2 separate regions of the Oryctolagus cuniculus genome follow, and region 1 is linked to region 2. Evidence: chromatin contacts called from public Micro-C data. All regions are on one chromosome and are shown on one strand. Each heading gives the region's core, a stretch centred on a gene start, on an enhancer-like site or on the middle of the called end of the contact. The rest is flanking DNA. Distances are from core to core; before and after follow the strand shown. Region 1 overlaps TCF4 (transcription factor 4). Region 2 overlaps TCF4 (transcription factor 4).

Region 1 (6,874 bases), core at 383-2,882, 170 kb after region 2:
TGGCATAGCAGGTAAAGCTGCTGCCTGCAGTGCCAGCATCCCATATGGACTCTGGTTCGAGTCCCAGCTGCTCCACTGCTAATCCAGCTCTCTAGTGTAGCCTGGGAAAGCAGAAGAGGATGATTGGAGTACTTGGGTCCCCATCCACATGGGAGACCTGGAAGAAGCTCCTGGCTCCCGGCTTTGGATAGCCCAGCTCCAGCCGTTGCAGTCATCTGGGGAGTGAACCAGCAGATGGAAGACGTCTCTGCCTCTCTGTAACTCTGCCTTTCAAATAAATAAATAAATCTTTAAAAAATAAAAATAAAATATATGCATAAAATACATATTTGAAACAGACCCCTCCAAGAATAACTACATAATATTTCTGTATTGTTTTCTTCCTACATTGAGGGAGGGATAAGCAGATACATTTGTAATACCCTGGTAATCATTTTTTTAACTGAATTTTTATTGGATGCAAAGACCCAATAATAAACTTCTCATGGCTTGGAATAGGCATAACCCTTGCATTTAAAAAATGTAATATTCCCTTTGTTTTCTCTGTATAATAGATTTGTTTTCTCAATATAGTAGATTTTCGAGGGAGAAGAGTATTGTATGTATTAGAAAATGCACATGTGTTCAGTCACTCATTCTGCATCTGCTATACTTCCGAGACCATCACAGATGCATAAATGTGCAAGAAAAAGTCTCTCATCTTATAGGCCTTTTATCCTGGTCGGGTAATAGTACAGTATATGTCTAATTATAATGCAAGAGAATTACTCAGTGACCTAACCAGTGATTCAGACAGCTAGGAAAAGCTTCTTAGAGAATGTGTCATTGTATCATTGACCTTCTATTAGTGTCTATGTAGAATTTCAGCAGTAAGAGATACATAGAAAAGGCATTGCAGAGCCATAGAATAAACATGATTTAAAAAAAAAATGAAAATAAAGGCTGTAATGTGCCCAAATAGAAGTAAGAGATGTGCCTGATGAGTCTGTCTGTCGCAGCTCCCAGCTAAGGCTGCACTGGGAGAAAGCCACTCCTCCACAGCACCGCAGTTCCAGCAATTGGCTCGGATATTGCACATGAGAGTCCACAGGAAGAGCGAGTCTTCGTGTGTATTTTTTATGTCCAAATTAAATTAACTCATGGAATTTTCCACCCTTAGGAATTAAAGTAGCAGCTCATGAAGTAATTCAGTTATGTCATTCATACCAAAACAGAAAATACTGGAGCAACTTGGCACTGTTTAAAAGCCAAGATTAGGCCTTGGCCATTTTGTATTTTTTTCAGATTCTGTGGCCGTTGTGTTATTTTAACTTTTATTGTGGCTGTAAATTCTTCAAATCAAAAATATCTTAATTGCTTAGAAAGCACGAGTGTAAACTGGACTCGTCCTAAAAAGAGGATTCAGGCGGGGCAGCCTCAGAAGTGAGGGTTGAAAGATAGAGTATCACATTTTCTGTAGCACGAGGGCTTTCTGTATCTAACTGGTTGACATTCACAGTTGTACGTAATTATAGCTTCCTCTGTCTCCATAAATCATTGCAGAACTGCAAAGTTGAGTTTAACCAAAAGATCTGGCCGGTATTAGTTAAGTGACATCTTGGGGGAAGCATTGTCCTGATACAATAGCCACATTCGTTTCAAAGCACTTAATTGGACATATTGTCAAAAACTACAGTATTGAATTTCCACATTTTAATTTTGCATTTGCCTTCTCCCCAGCTTCTGCACATGGACGGGTCTCGTTTGGAACTGAAAGTGTGTGAAAGTTATTGGAGAATGGTAGTCTCTGGGTAATGTTTCTGTAAGCTGCCCAAATTTTCCCCCTGTAGTCTAGATGGGAAACAGCTGGGTTTTGTTTAAAAAGCTGTTTTGTGAAATATCTGAATCTTGAGATGCAGAACTGAGGTCACTGTTAAAGCAGGTGCTCTTGAACAAGTGAGAAAGGACTCAAGGGGCCCATCAGCCCTGTAGTCTTCTACAGGGTACTTCCTTTTAGAAAAAAAGGTATTGACGCTTGCACCTTTATTTAGGACAGACACCGATATAAGTAATTGCATTAGCAATGCTGTTAGAAATTGGTATCTTTGATCATTGTCAGCCCTTGAATGCGAGCTTAGCCACATACAAAACAAAGCAAAATGGTCATTCCCCTCACAAAGCTTCCAGCTGAGGGTCCACGCACTGGTCTTCTTGGGAGATTAGAATTGCTTGCATTTCCTCTTTAGACATAACAACAGGAAGAGAACGAGAGCTACCCTTTCAACTAAATAGGGCCTCAGCTGACCGTGTCTTCCGAGCTCTTCAATGCAGTCTAAGGAAAAGGGAGAAAAGAACTGTGACTTGGCAAGACCGGTCCCCAAGCAGTTCTGAGAAAAGCAGTGCAAGAAACATGTGGAAGCACTAAAGTGCAGTGCACGTCAGGTATCCACTCGTCTGAAGATGAAAGGAGGTTAGCCTCCTCCCCCGGGAGCTGGAGGTTATTAGCAGCTGTTTATCCAGTCGGGAATCGAGATTAACATTGCAATTTTTTTTTTAAGAACCAGAAGAAAATTTGTTTGGGAAGTTGGCTCTTCATATCAAGTAACTGTGCACTGCCAAAAAAAACTTCCTTTCTCAGAACTCATGTCCTAGAGTTGAGCAATGTTATGATTCTCTGAGAAACCCTGGATTACCCAAAAGTCTATCTCCATTAAGTAAAACAGAGGGGAGCGAAGAAAGGGATGGATGCTTGCCATTGACACACTCCACTCTGTTCTTCCCAAGGTGGACCTTGCTGTTCGGTGTGTTACCTGTCCTTCAGCCTGAGCCTTGGGGGGACGTTCTGCCCCTACTCCTCCATCCTGCTTGGTCTCTGCCACTCTGAGGCTTACTCACATGGGCTTGGTCTGTGCCTATTGCTGTGAATGTCTGCAGGAGATGCAGGAGCTGCTTCCTACTCTATAATATTTTATTGCACCTTTCCGTATCCCCCCCAAAAGAAAAGTTGGATATTGGGGGTTTTCCCCCTGATTTAATGATACTCTTAATGTCATTTTCTTTTATTAAATCCTTTCTTTTGCTTTTGATCTTATTTATAGCAGAGCCACTGGTCATATGGAAGCTATTATTGTATAGCAGGGAGATGAAAGACTTCACTGCAGTTAAATAAGAGTGAATCATTGGGGCCAGTAATGCACACATACAGTGAGGTACCATTTGTGTCCACAGCGCCCTGTGTTGTTCACTTTGTAGGAAAGCCATTGAGATTTATAAAGGGCTTTTCCAAAATCTACATTTGGTCAGAAATATGTATTCTGACAACATGGAAACACATGTTAGTACATAGTCCTTAGCTGCTTGTGTCTTCATACACACACAGTTACTTAAAGAATGCTACTTATTGATGGAAAAACAAATTTTCATTTGCAATTGAGATGTTTATTAGTGTTATATGTCAATTTTTAAAATATGCATCTAGGAGTGCATATTTGGTGAAGTGGTCGGGATGCTGCTTGGAATATTCATATCCCATACCCGAGTGTCTAGGTTCAACTTCTAGCTCTGCTTCCAATCTAGCTTCCTGTTAATTTGCACCCTGGGAGGCAGCAAGTCATGGCCCAAGTACTTGTCCCTGTGACCCACATGTGAAGCCTGGATTGAGGGCTTGCATCCTGATGTTGGCCCAGCCTGGCTCCAGATGTTGCAAATGAAAAGTCTCTCTGCTTCTTTATGTAAAAATGCCACCTTCTTCCTGTAGCAGTCTTTGGCTTCCCAATCAAATATAATTTCATCACCCTTTCATACCCTACATAACCTTGTATTCTTTGTGGCATTCATCTTATTTTATCCTCTGTAGAAATTATATCATCCCATCATTAAATGTAAGTACCTGTAGAATATTAGGTGTCTCTCTTCTTTAGTTTTTCCTTGAAAATGCCTAAATAGTGCCTTGTATATTGAGACACTCAAGCAGCATTTGTTGAATTAAATGAAATGTTTATTATTGGATGGAAACACACCCAAGGTGTGTTTGACAATATCACATTTTAGATTTCAGATGTCATCTCACAGATGCATGTCATGTGATATGTGCCATTCTTTGCTATTTAGGAAGCATCTGGTTGCTCACTTCGGTATCACTGTACTAGCCTGTGACCCACAGCCAGTCCCTGCCCTTGGGATGCTCACTGCTCACATGTAGGCTTTTAGGAATGGCAGCAGAACCACGATCATTAAGATTTATGCCCTGCACGACTAAGTGATGCTCTTGAATGTGTTTTGAGGGTGATGTCTCAAAGAATAGTCAGGAAGAGCCCCATCTGGGCAAAGCAAGGTGGTAAGAAAGTAGAGCTCTGGAGAGCCACTTAGTCTGGAAAGGCACAGCAAGGGGATCTGTGGGATTAGTAAGAGAGAAGCAGTCAGGGAGCCATGAGAAGATGGGGCAGGAAGGGCTTGGCTCAAGCTCTACTGATATGAGTGTGAACCCAGCAGAATAGGGGCCATGAGTAGATACCTGAGAGTCCAGGCGGTTAAGAATAGGAGGGGCCTGGGGGATGGCCCCAGGGTATCTAAGTGAAGGACACAGCAGCACAAGGCAGAAGTCTTGGATTCATTGAACAATAGGGAATTTAATGAACAGGCTGGAAACTTAGTCTGTGAGGGACCAGGGGCTGGGGAGAGAGTATTGCATTCAAGATAAAAAAAAAAAAAAAAAAAAAAAAAAAAAAAAAAAAAACAAAGGGTGAGGATTTAGAAGGAGATGGGGAAGAGTTTAGGCAAATGTCTTTACACCTACAGTCCCTTTCCAAGTACATTATAACGTCCACGAGCTATTCAAATAATAAGAAAAACTTCTGGAAAATAAAGGCCAGTTGGTCATGGTAAATCTCCAGTGCAGAATCATCTGGGATGTGACTTTGTGAGTGTGTGTGCCCACTCAGTAGCATGACTCAGGGATCCACAATTCCACCTCACGTGTCCCATTGTCTTTTGCTTGGCTCTGAACAAAAGCAGCTGCTTGGAAGTACCCCCACAGTTTATCCTAGAGGGGCTTGGTTCATGGGGGTGACGGGATTGAGTTCCGTACAGTCTGCTACTTGGAGCAGGGAAGGGATGGAATGGGCTCATTCGGCCTCCTCCTACTTCTGTGCCCACTGGGTGCACTGCATCTGCTTATGGTTTCCACTGTAGGAAAGTGGTGCAGAGAATGGGGGGTGGGGGAGTGGAGATGCAGAAGGGAGAAATGAAACAGCTCTAATAGATGGAATTTATGAGTTAGAAAACGAAAGATGAACTGAATTTAGCTTGCAGCCATTTGCATCGCTAACTAGATCACAAAATCATTCATTTTAACCATTTTGGTGGACAGTTCAGGGAAGTTCCGGCACACAGGGTCACATGACAGATAAGGGCTGTCAAGGTCAGGATCATTTAGATGGTGTTTAAATCCTCTTGAAAATTATTTTATTTTCTGGAGAATAAGCATTAAATAAATCTCCAAGGATTGCACAATAAGGAATTACCTTAAAATTCAGACAAAGCATAAGTGAAACTGTAAACACTGGGGGGAAAAAAAGGAAATTGTGTGTCTTTAAGACAGGAAGTCTTCTCCCAATAAACATAGTAAAAATCAAGTCAAAGCCCAAGCAAAAAAACCATTTCAATCCATATCTGAATTCAGTGAGAAGTCCTTTAAATGTTTACTTGCATGAGGATAAAAAGGTGAGATAATGCTCTAAACAAAAGAAAATGGAAATTACCATTTGTGGTTGAAGAATGTCCAGTCCTTTTTTTTTTTTTTTTTTTTTTTTTTTTTTTTTTTTTGACAAGCACAGTTAGACTGAGAGAAAGGTCTTTCTTCCATTGGTTAACTCCCCCAAATGGCCACTATGGCCAGCACTACACCGATCCAAAACCAGGAGCCGGGTACTTGCTCCCAGTCTCCCATGCGGGTGCAGGGACCCAAGCACTTGGACTATCCTCCACTGCCCTCCCAGGCCACAGCAGAGAGTTGGACTGGAAGAGGAGCAACCGGGACCGAATCCGGCACCCTAACCAGGACTAGAACCCAGGGTGCCAGCGCCGCAAGTGGAAGATTAGCCAAGTGAGCCACAGCGCCGGCCAGAATGTCCAGTCTTTAGGTCTTTCCCCAACACCTTAGAGGTTCTTAGAGGTAGCTCTGTTGTCTCTAGACTCTCTGGGCCCCTGCTGTCTTTCCTGGCTGCTGCCATTTCGTGAACGTTCAGTTCCACCTGTGAGTCACTGAAAAAAGTTCACATGGCTACTTCTGCATCTTTAAAAGATGCACTTTGGGGATCAGTGGTGTTTTGCACATTTGAGAAAGTAAGTTTACTTTTCTCTCATGTGATAGAGATCTGAAATCCAGTACTCCACAACTGTCATGTATAATTGGTATTTTATGGAGAGATTACAGTTCAGACACCAGCACTGCCTTTTGTGTCAAGGAGTTTTTAATTACCCTGAATTCCCATCGACTTTTCTTAGGTGTTTGTGAAGAAACAAGAGTGTAAAATTAAAGTTCCCAGGGACTTTTTTCTTTGCCTGAATGCCTTATTACTATTTTTTTAAAGATTCAAATATTTATTTGAAGGGCAGAGTTACAGAGAGCGAGAGAGGTCTTCCATCTGCTCTTTCACTCTCCAAATGACCACAACGGCCAGAGTTGGGGCATCTGAAGCCAGGAGTCAGGAGCTTCTTCTGGGTCTCCCACATGGGTGCAGAGGCCCAAGCACTTGGGCCATCTTCCACTGCTTTCCCAGGCCATTAGTAGGGAGCTGGGAGGGAAGTGGAGCAGCCGGGATTTAAACCAGTACCCACTTAGGGTGCCAGTACCTGCTATGTCACAGAGCCAGCCCCTGTCTTGCTAATTTTTTTA
Region 2 (7,211 bases), core at 1,949-4,448:
TGCTATTCCATAGAAGACACTTATTTGTGATGCAGGATTGCCCTTTATTAGAATTATATTCTTACTTTTGCTTTTCTCCATATATTTTACTAGGAAGTCAGAGTCCTCACATAGGGAATGTGTAGAAACTCAGTTTTCTGCCATGTTTTTGTTAATTAGTTGCTTCGAGTTAACGTGGAGATGGTAGCAGTTAATTGTGAGACGTCACAGATTCTGTGTATATCATTTGTACAGCCATAAAGTACCCAGAGACCTTTTAAGAATAAAACACCATGTAAATGTAAATTATCACCGCCTATAAGACACTTTCATTAATTTCATATCAAATTCATGAGTGTTTTGAGCTCTGGGATTTGAGAGACTTTGGTATTGGGCCTCTTCATTTATTTATACATTCTTTTCAGAGTTTATACACGAGCAACATAGCATAGTGCTAAGACCACAGCCTCGGGAAACACACTTGCCAGGGTTTGCCCCTATATCTGTGTGGCCTTGGGCAGTTTATACCTTAGTTTCCTCATCTGTAAAATGGAGTTGTGGCACTAGGGTTGTTGTGCAGACCGAATGAGTCAATTTTCATGGAACCCTTTGGGTTGTGGCTGATAAAAGATAAGGAGTCAGCTGCTCTTATTTGAGTATAGCAGGAAAGGCAGACATGGAAAAAATTAAAGGACTATAAATAATAAGAGCATGTATATTTTCTGAACCACTGAAAATTCCAGTCATTGTTTAATGAAGTAGCCCTTTCAATGTACTTTTTGGAAAAAAAAAATCATCGGGTAACTGGAAATGGGTGAGGGCTGGGGCCAGGGACAGAAATTTATTCTGAGTCAAGCATGTTTATGATGAGTTCTGTAGTCTGATGCTGGGGAACAAAAGGCTCATTCTTCAGTCCCCAGAATGAGGACTAACAGTGAAACAGCCTTGCTTAGTATTGTCCTGCAGCATCAGATAACTTTCATCAAGGGTTGTCACAGGATGATGTGTTCCACCACACAGGTGCTTCGGTTTCAGTAGTGGGAGAAGCACTTAGCATTTATAGATCTTTTTTTTAAAAAAAAGTGGCCTTTTACTAACGACAGGATGCAAACCCAAACATGACCTGTTATTATCCCACTGGCCAACCACCAGAAGGATTGTCTGTGTCCCAGATTATCTCCAGAAATTATTTTATTGACAAGTTGTACTTCTCTGTCTCTAGTTTTGTCCACGGGGCTTGGAGCAGTCGCATGTGTCCAGGTGCGCTAATCTACCAAAGAGGATGCTCCTGGAAGCAGCCCTGTGCATGGAGTGGATTTATGAGACCATTTTTCCCCTTCATGTAATATTTTCATTGTTGTCCAATTCCCTTACAATAGGAAACCATGGGTATGTTGGAAGAAAAATCGGAAGTCAAATAGCAAATATAATACAAAAAATAAAAAAGCAATAAAACCTGAATTCTGTAGACATTTGTTATACATAGTGCTCCCAAGTTAAAAAAAAAGAACACAGTTTTTTCATCTCCTTCTTGGGACAGCAAGATAAAAGCTTATTAAATAGATCAGCAGAAGTATCTGTGTTTGGAAAAAAGGAGAAAGTTGCTTGTATTTTCTGCTTCGAACAGTTATTCAGGGGCAACAGCAGAAGCAAGAGAGTCCTTTATTCCTGCCATTTGGCCCTTCCTAATAATCAGATTCGCATGCAGGTTTTAGCAGCGGGATGGGCTCAGTTGGGACAGCACACGTGTTGCCTTTCTGGATTGTTTGCTCACTGTCGACTCGGACTTGTTCTAGAGGAGGCTGCCGGTTGACCTCCTTTGTCTCCAGCAGGATTGATTGATTGACGGATGTTGTGTCTGTTCATTTTCTGCATTCTTCTCATTTCGTCGAAAAAACTGTGGTGTGGTATCCCATGTTCCTCACACACATCATTTTTGCAGAAGAAATTTGTTTAGCCAATATGTCACCTTAGTTTATGAAATCTTCTCTCGCTTTTGTTCAGCCCCCAGTGCTCTGGTTAGGTCATACCATTCGTTTCATGCACGGAGAGCATCACCAGCAGCAAAATTTAACATTTGGTCCTTTTAGGTATAAAAATGAATCAAATCCCTGACAAGATTTATTTATGGTTTATATTTCAGGAGCCACCCCCCCCCCAACTACACATGCACCCTTTTATGAGCATACAGCAAATGTTACTAACGGGTACTTTTAGTTTTTAAAATATGGACAACAGTACTCCATGCAGTAAAAGATTTGAGCGATTAATGCTACCCTTATGCCTCTTTTGAGTAGTTTTAGCCATGGGGCTTGGCACTGCCACCATTGTCTTTGTGCCAAAAAATATCCGCAGCGGCTGTCGCATTCTAGTACTGGAGGGTTGTCTCGAAAATTCTGCAGTGAGCGCGCAGGGTTTGTTCATCACCGCTATGTCTTTAAAATATTGGAAAAATAGAACCTTAGCTCTTTCGAAGCTCTGTTGTGGTTGTGGGGCTGGTGGAGGTGGGGGGGGGGGTGAAGAATGGAGAAAGGAGGAATGAAGCTGTTGGCACCAGCCCCTTGGTGTAAGTGACAGAATTCCATGCCTAGCATAGAGCAAACATACATATTTAGGAGCTTTTGTGTTCATCAGCTCACATAGGTACTTAAAGAGTCCCCCTCAACAGTGTCATTAGTGCTTTTGGAAATTTTGTTATCTGAAACAAATGTTCCAGTGAATTTTAAGCAGAAAGTCAACATCAAGACCATAGCTAATTTTTAATGGACAATTTACACAAAAGGTACAGGTTTTTTTTTTTTTTTTTTTTTTCCCCCCAGAAACGGAGGTGTCATTTTAAAATGGCTGCTTTTTATCCTTGGGAGATGATCGGAGTTGCTCTCTTCTGTTGGGGAAGGTGCTTGGGTTTTATCCACAATCCCTGCTTATTTTGCTCCCAAACAGGGGTTTGGGCTCCGAGGGCAGATTTATAGTTGAATTTGGGAACAAAAAGATGTAATAAAGTTAAAGGCTTACACAATCAGAATGAAATGTGTTTGCTCCTGATCTCTGGAGCGATCTATTTGATGGTAAAAGTGGATGCTACAGATGAAATCTTCACAAGGAGCATAATCCTTCAAAAAAAAAAAAAAAAAAAAGGCAGGGCCACCTCCCAGCCTCCTGCTGGCTGCGCTGCCTCTTTGGTACCTCGCAGACTTCGACAGAGTCCTGGACGGGTGCCCATTGATGTCATGGAAACACTCAAATTACTGAGAATGATTCATGTCTATGCTGGTCTCTTATCCTCCCCCACACAAACAGGAGTAGATTTTTAACCCTGACAACTTGTAATTTGCAGTGGGTTTATTTTTGTATCTGGATAAATATTTTTTAACAAGCAAAATTAAGATTAAGCAGTCTGTATCTGATATGATAGTAAAGAGTACTTGGGGGACTCTGTGCACCAGGGTTTCAGAATCTTCTCCCTGCACCCTCTTCGTTGTCTCACTTCCAAACCACCCCCTGCCGCCGCCGCCCCCCAGCCCCATGGTCTTCCCTTCCTGCTCTTCCTCTTTCTTTCTTTCTCTCCCACCTATTCCACTGTCTTTTTGAAATCTTCTCATTTGCATTGCTCCTCTAGCTTTAAAATAATGGAAAGAATCACCCCAACTTCTGGGTGTGAAGTGAGGCAGATCCTGGTAGGAAAATGCTCCTTTCCAGCTCTGTGTCCTGGAGTAGAATTAGGAAATGATGCTGGCTGGTGAAATTCTGCAGGGGGTCACTTGGGTAATTCCTTTTAGAGGAAAAAAAGTAGGTGGTCTTTCTTACTCCTGTTGTATTTTACAGTTCAGTGTTTAGAAATTACAAAACCAGGACGTATGATCTTCAGTTTCCTTTGAAGTCAGAGCAGATTCTATTGTATTTATCTTTCTGTTTTGCTGCCTTTCTACCTGTCTGCCTGCCCATCTACCTGTCTGCCTGTTGCCGAACAAGTGAATATTATGTCACAGTGAATTATGCAGTGGTTGCATAGAGGATTTTTTAGATGCAAGAGGTTAAAGAAGGACACGTGTCCTTTGATACAATGCACAAAACTATTTGTTAGTAACATTTATGAAGACAAGCTAAAGGGTGTAAGCAGCTTCAATTTGACTTACACAATGAGTGACTATGTATGATCATTTACTCTGCTTGTACAGGAAAGTGCATTTTTGCTTCAATGTGAAAGCCCCATACAATGAAACTTACTCTCTTAAATCTCTCAGGACAGGCAGTCTGGGGGATGGTATCTTATTTCGCTGGAATTGAAACTGATATGAGCATTGATTTTATACTTTGCACTGAACACTAGACCAGAAGTGGGGTTGAGGGGATGTTTTCCTAAGTTTGCAATTCATTGAAATCAGTAGAAAAGTTAATATTGGACAAGGGAGGGTTAATTCTTAAGACTCAGGTTGGCTTTCTTTGCAAATCACCTTCCATGTGGATTGAATTTATCAGATCCACTCTTTGTGTAGTAGAAGGAAGGCACGTTCTGATAGTTGACTGAAAGATGAAAAGACTACTGTTACTTTTAGCATTTGTGTTCACTTGGGTTGAGAGAGGAAAACTTGGGGGCTGTAAACTCTAGAAGGTTGTCCGTTCAGTCCCTCCAAATACAAGTTTTGAATTTTCCCAGTGGGAAAAGAATAGTGCCATGTAGCTCTACTCTAGAAGAAAGAAGCGTCCTTCAGTCTTGAGTGGGGTAGGATCCTGGGCACTTGACTGCCTCACTACCCCCTTTTAAGTCCTGGTACAGACAATTTTCTGTGATGACTTTTCCTGTTGTTAGTTGTATTCTACTGCTTAGATGTCTTATAATGCGATTTCATTATCTATCCTGCCGTTTTTTCAGGCTAAGTATACTTTCAAAAGAAACTAATGTGCATTCTTGATTTTATCCTTTGATATGGCCCAATAGCATTTGAGGCTCTATACATCTCTGTGGAGAAGTCTACAGATAAAAATTAGGTTGTCAGAATTGGAACAAGACGTTTTCATATCCCTGGATACTTGTGCTGCTGAGTCTACTGGTAGAATGTGAACTTGGGTTCAGAGTGGACAAAAGTCATTAACCCTCCTTCTCCAATGTAAATTTCATCATCATCTTGATTGTGATGGGACTTACTTTACCCCAGGGAAAGGGAGGAGAGAGAGAGAGAGAGAGAAGGGGAGAGAGAAAGAAAGAGTAAAGGGGAGAGAGAGAGAGAGAGAGATTCAGAATTTTGAGTAGTTTCTTTGCTAAATTCACCATCTGGAGAGCCTGTGATTGATTAGCTTTGGCCTCACCATTAAGTGTCAATATAATCAATGGGAATTACTAGGCTAGGGTCATTACATAGATAATTTGCCTGCTGTGTAAATAAAAATGAAATTGTTTAAATTTCGGGAGAGAGAAAGAAAGTGAAAATAAGGACTGACAATTTGTTTGTTAGAGAAAGTGGAGGCCATTGGAATGACAGTTTTTGGAAGTGTGGAGCAGTTTGGCTAAGAATAGGAATGAAGGATATTTTTTTCCAGTTTATCATAGTCAGAGTGAGGAAGTGCTGTTCCCTCTCTTGCTTGCATACATTGCCTACTTTACGTATGTAAACATCGGAGAAGAGAAGTAGATGCCTGTTACCTGCAGGAGGATTTTTTTACAAGGAAAAACATCATTTACACTTTTTTGTTATTTCTCTTGGCAGGTAAAACAGAAAGAGGCTCCTACTCATCTTATGGGAGAGAATCAAACTTACAGGGTTGCCACCAGGTAAGTGAGAATCTGGGTTGAGGAAGGGTTTGGGAGGATGGACCTGGAAAATCAGTTTGTTTTGTAACTGTGGCTATACGTGTTCAGCTGTGACACTGAGATGTACTGAAAGTCTGTCTTTCATGAAAGAACAGAGAGCTTAGGACTAACAAACACTTCATCTTTAGATCTCTGCCGTTTCAGAGCTGTAGTCGCTGGCTTGTGCTGCTGCTTTAATCCTCAGCCGGGACCAGTGGCACTGTTTGCAAACCAGCAATGCCAGTTAAAGTGGTTCTATCAAAAGAGTTTATTTGCAGTTAAGAACTTCAGAATTTCTTCCACAGGAAATGCTTTGTGGAGGCATATGTCATACTCTGGGTTTTGGGTGGCGATTGGCGATTGCCCTAAATTATAGTTTTCATAGGGGCTGTATGATGTTGTGTGAAAACAGGGTTGTATTGAGGGATAAAAATGTCTGTGAAAATATGATTTGTTGTCCCTTTTTGTTTCTGAATTGTTTTTGGCTGAAAGTCAAGGCCAGCAGGCTAACAGCAAAGCCGTCTCAAGGGAAGCATGCGTGAGCTAGAAAAATAAGAGTACTTTAATTAAATAATAAAATGCCAGTGTAATACAAAGGTGTAGCGTGTGTGTTTGTGTCTCTTACGGTCTACATTTGTATACTTTTAACTCTCCAGAGAGAGCCCTTTGCTAAAAATACTATCAATAGGAAAAGACATTAAGCTTTGTTTTAAGACTGAGATTTTATACATGTTTTCTATTTGATTTCCGTATCGGTGTGAGTCATATATTTAAAACCTTTCAAAACATTTTATACATCGTTTTTACAAGTGCATTGCTTTCTTACTTTAGAAAACTCTTACAGAATTTGATAATCCTCTTTAAAATCCGAACCGCTTTGCTGTTTTATTCTTTACGGAAACAGAAGGGACATTCTTTCTCTGCTGGAAGGGGGATGCTACCTCCTGAACTCTCTCACCCTCCTGTTTTCTTTAAAGATATGGGGGAAAATTCTATTTTGCATTTTCAGTCACCCTGCTTTAATATATCTCTGAAAAAAATGTAAGCACACATTCGTTTCAGTAATTACACATAGCCTAGAAAGGAAGTTTTCTTTGCGTATCAGTCACATAGCACTAAAGGTGGAATTCTGGTGGGTTGGTCCCCCCCCCACCCCCCGCCCCGTATATATTTGCATTTTTAAAGTTTACTCCTCTGGCCCAGTTACACGTTCAGTTCAGTCATATTCGGCATCTGAAAGATTTGTTGCGATGAGGTGAACAGTGCTTGGTTAAGCACTCCTGCCGGAGTGCAGTTCATGGCAGTTTGTTTGGAAAGAATTCTGCAGGAAAGAAATTTATAGCCATTCCAGCGCAACGGAAACATCTTTGGAATGTGAGTGCAAATGTTCGGGGCAGATAGCCTGGGCGACAAGCCTCTCCGTGCTGTGTCTCTGGTGGAAAGC

Evidence for each region. A called contact is a pair of places that touch in the nucleus more often than the background predicts.
Region 1: a contact with region 2 is called in a Micro-C map of ear pinna, with 2.4 times the contacts expected there. The contact joins two enhancer-like sites. A contact is called at or near these places in 3 of 6 Hi-C or Micro-C datasets (ear pinna, skin fibroblasts and an unstated tissue).

What each region holds. Positions count from the first base shown.
Region 1 is chr10:23,067,684-23,074,557 of mOryCun1.1, forward strand. The region is part of intron 14 of TCF4 (transcription factor 4); the gene reads left to right. Among named protein-coding and RNA genes, the nearest start is that of CCDC68, 270 kb to the right of the region's middle. Within about 2 kb of position 1,633, at least 3 of the 8 cell types and tissues checked have an H3K27ac peak or open chromatin away from gene starts, as enhancers often do. A contact at or near this core is called in ear pinna, where this site is marked.
Region 2 is chr10:22,899,148-22,906,358 of mOryCun1.1, forward strand. It overlaps TCF4 (transcription factor 4), which reads left to right. Exons shown (of 19, transcript XM_051851926.2): 5 at 5,685-5,749. Among named protein-coding and RNA genes, the nearest start is that of TCF4, 200 kb to the left of the region's middle. Within about 2 kb of position 3,199, at least 2 of the 8 cell types and tissues checked have an H3K27ac peak or open chromatin away from gene starts, as enhancers often do. A contact at or near this core is called in ear pinna, where this site is marked.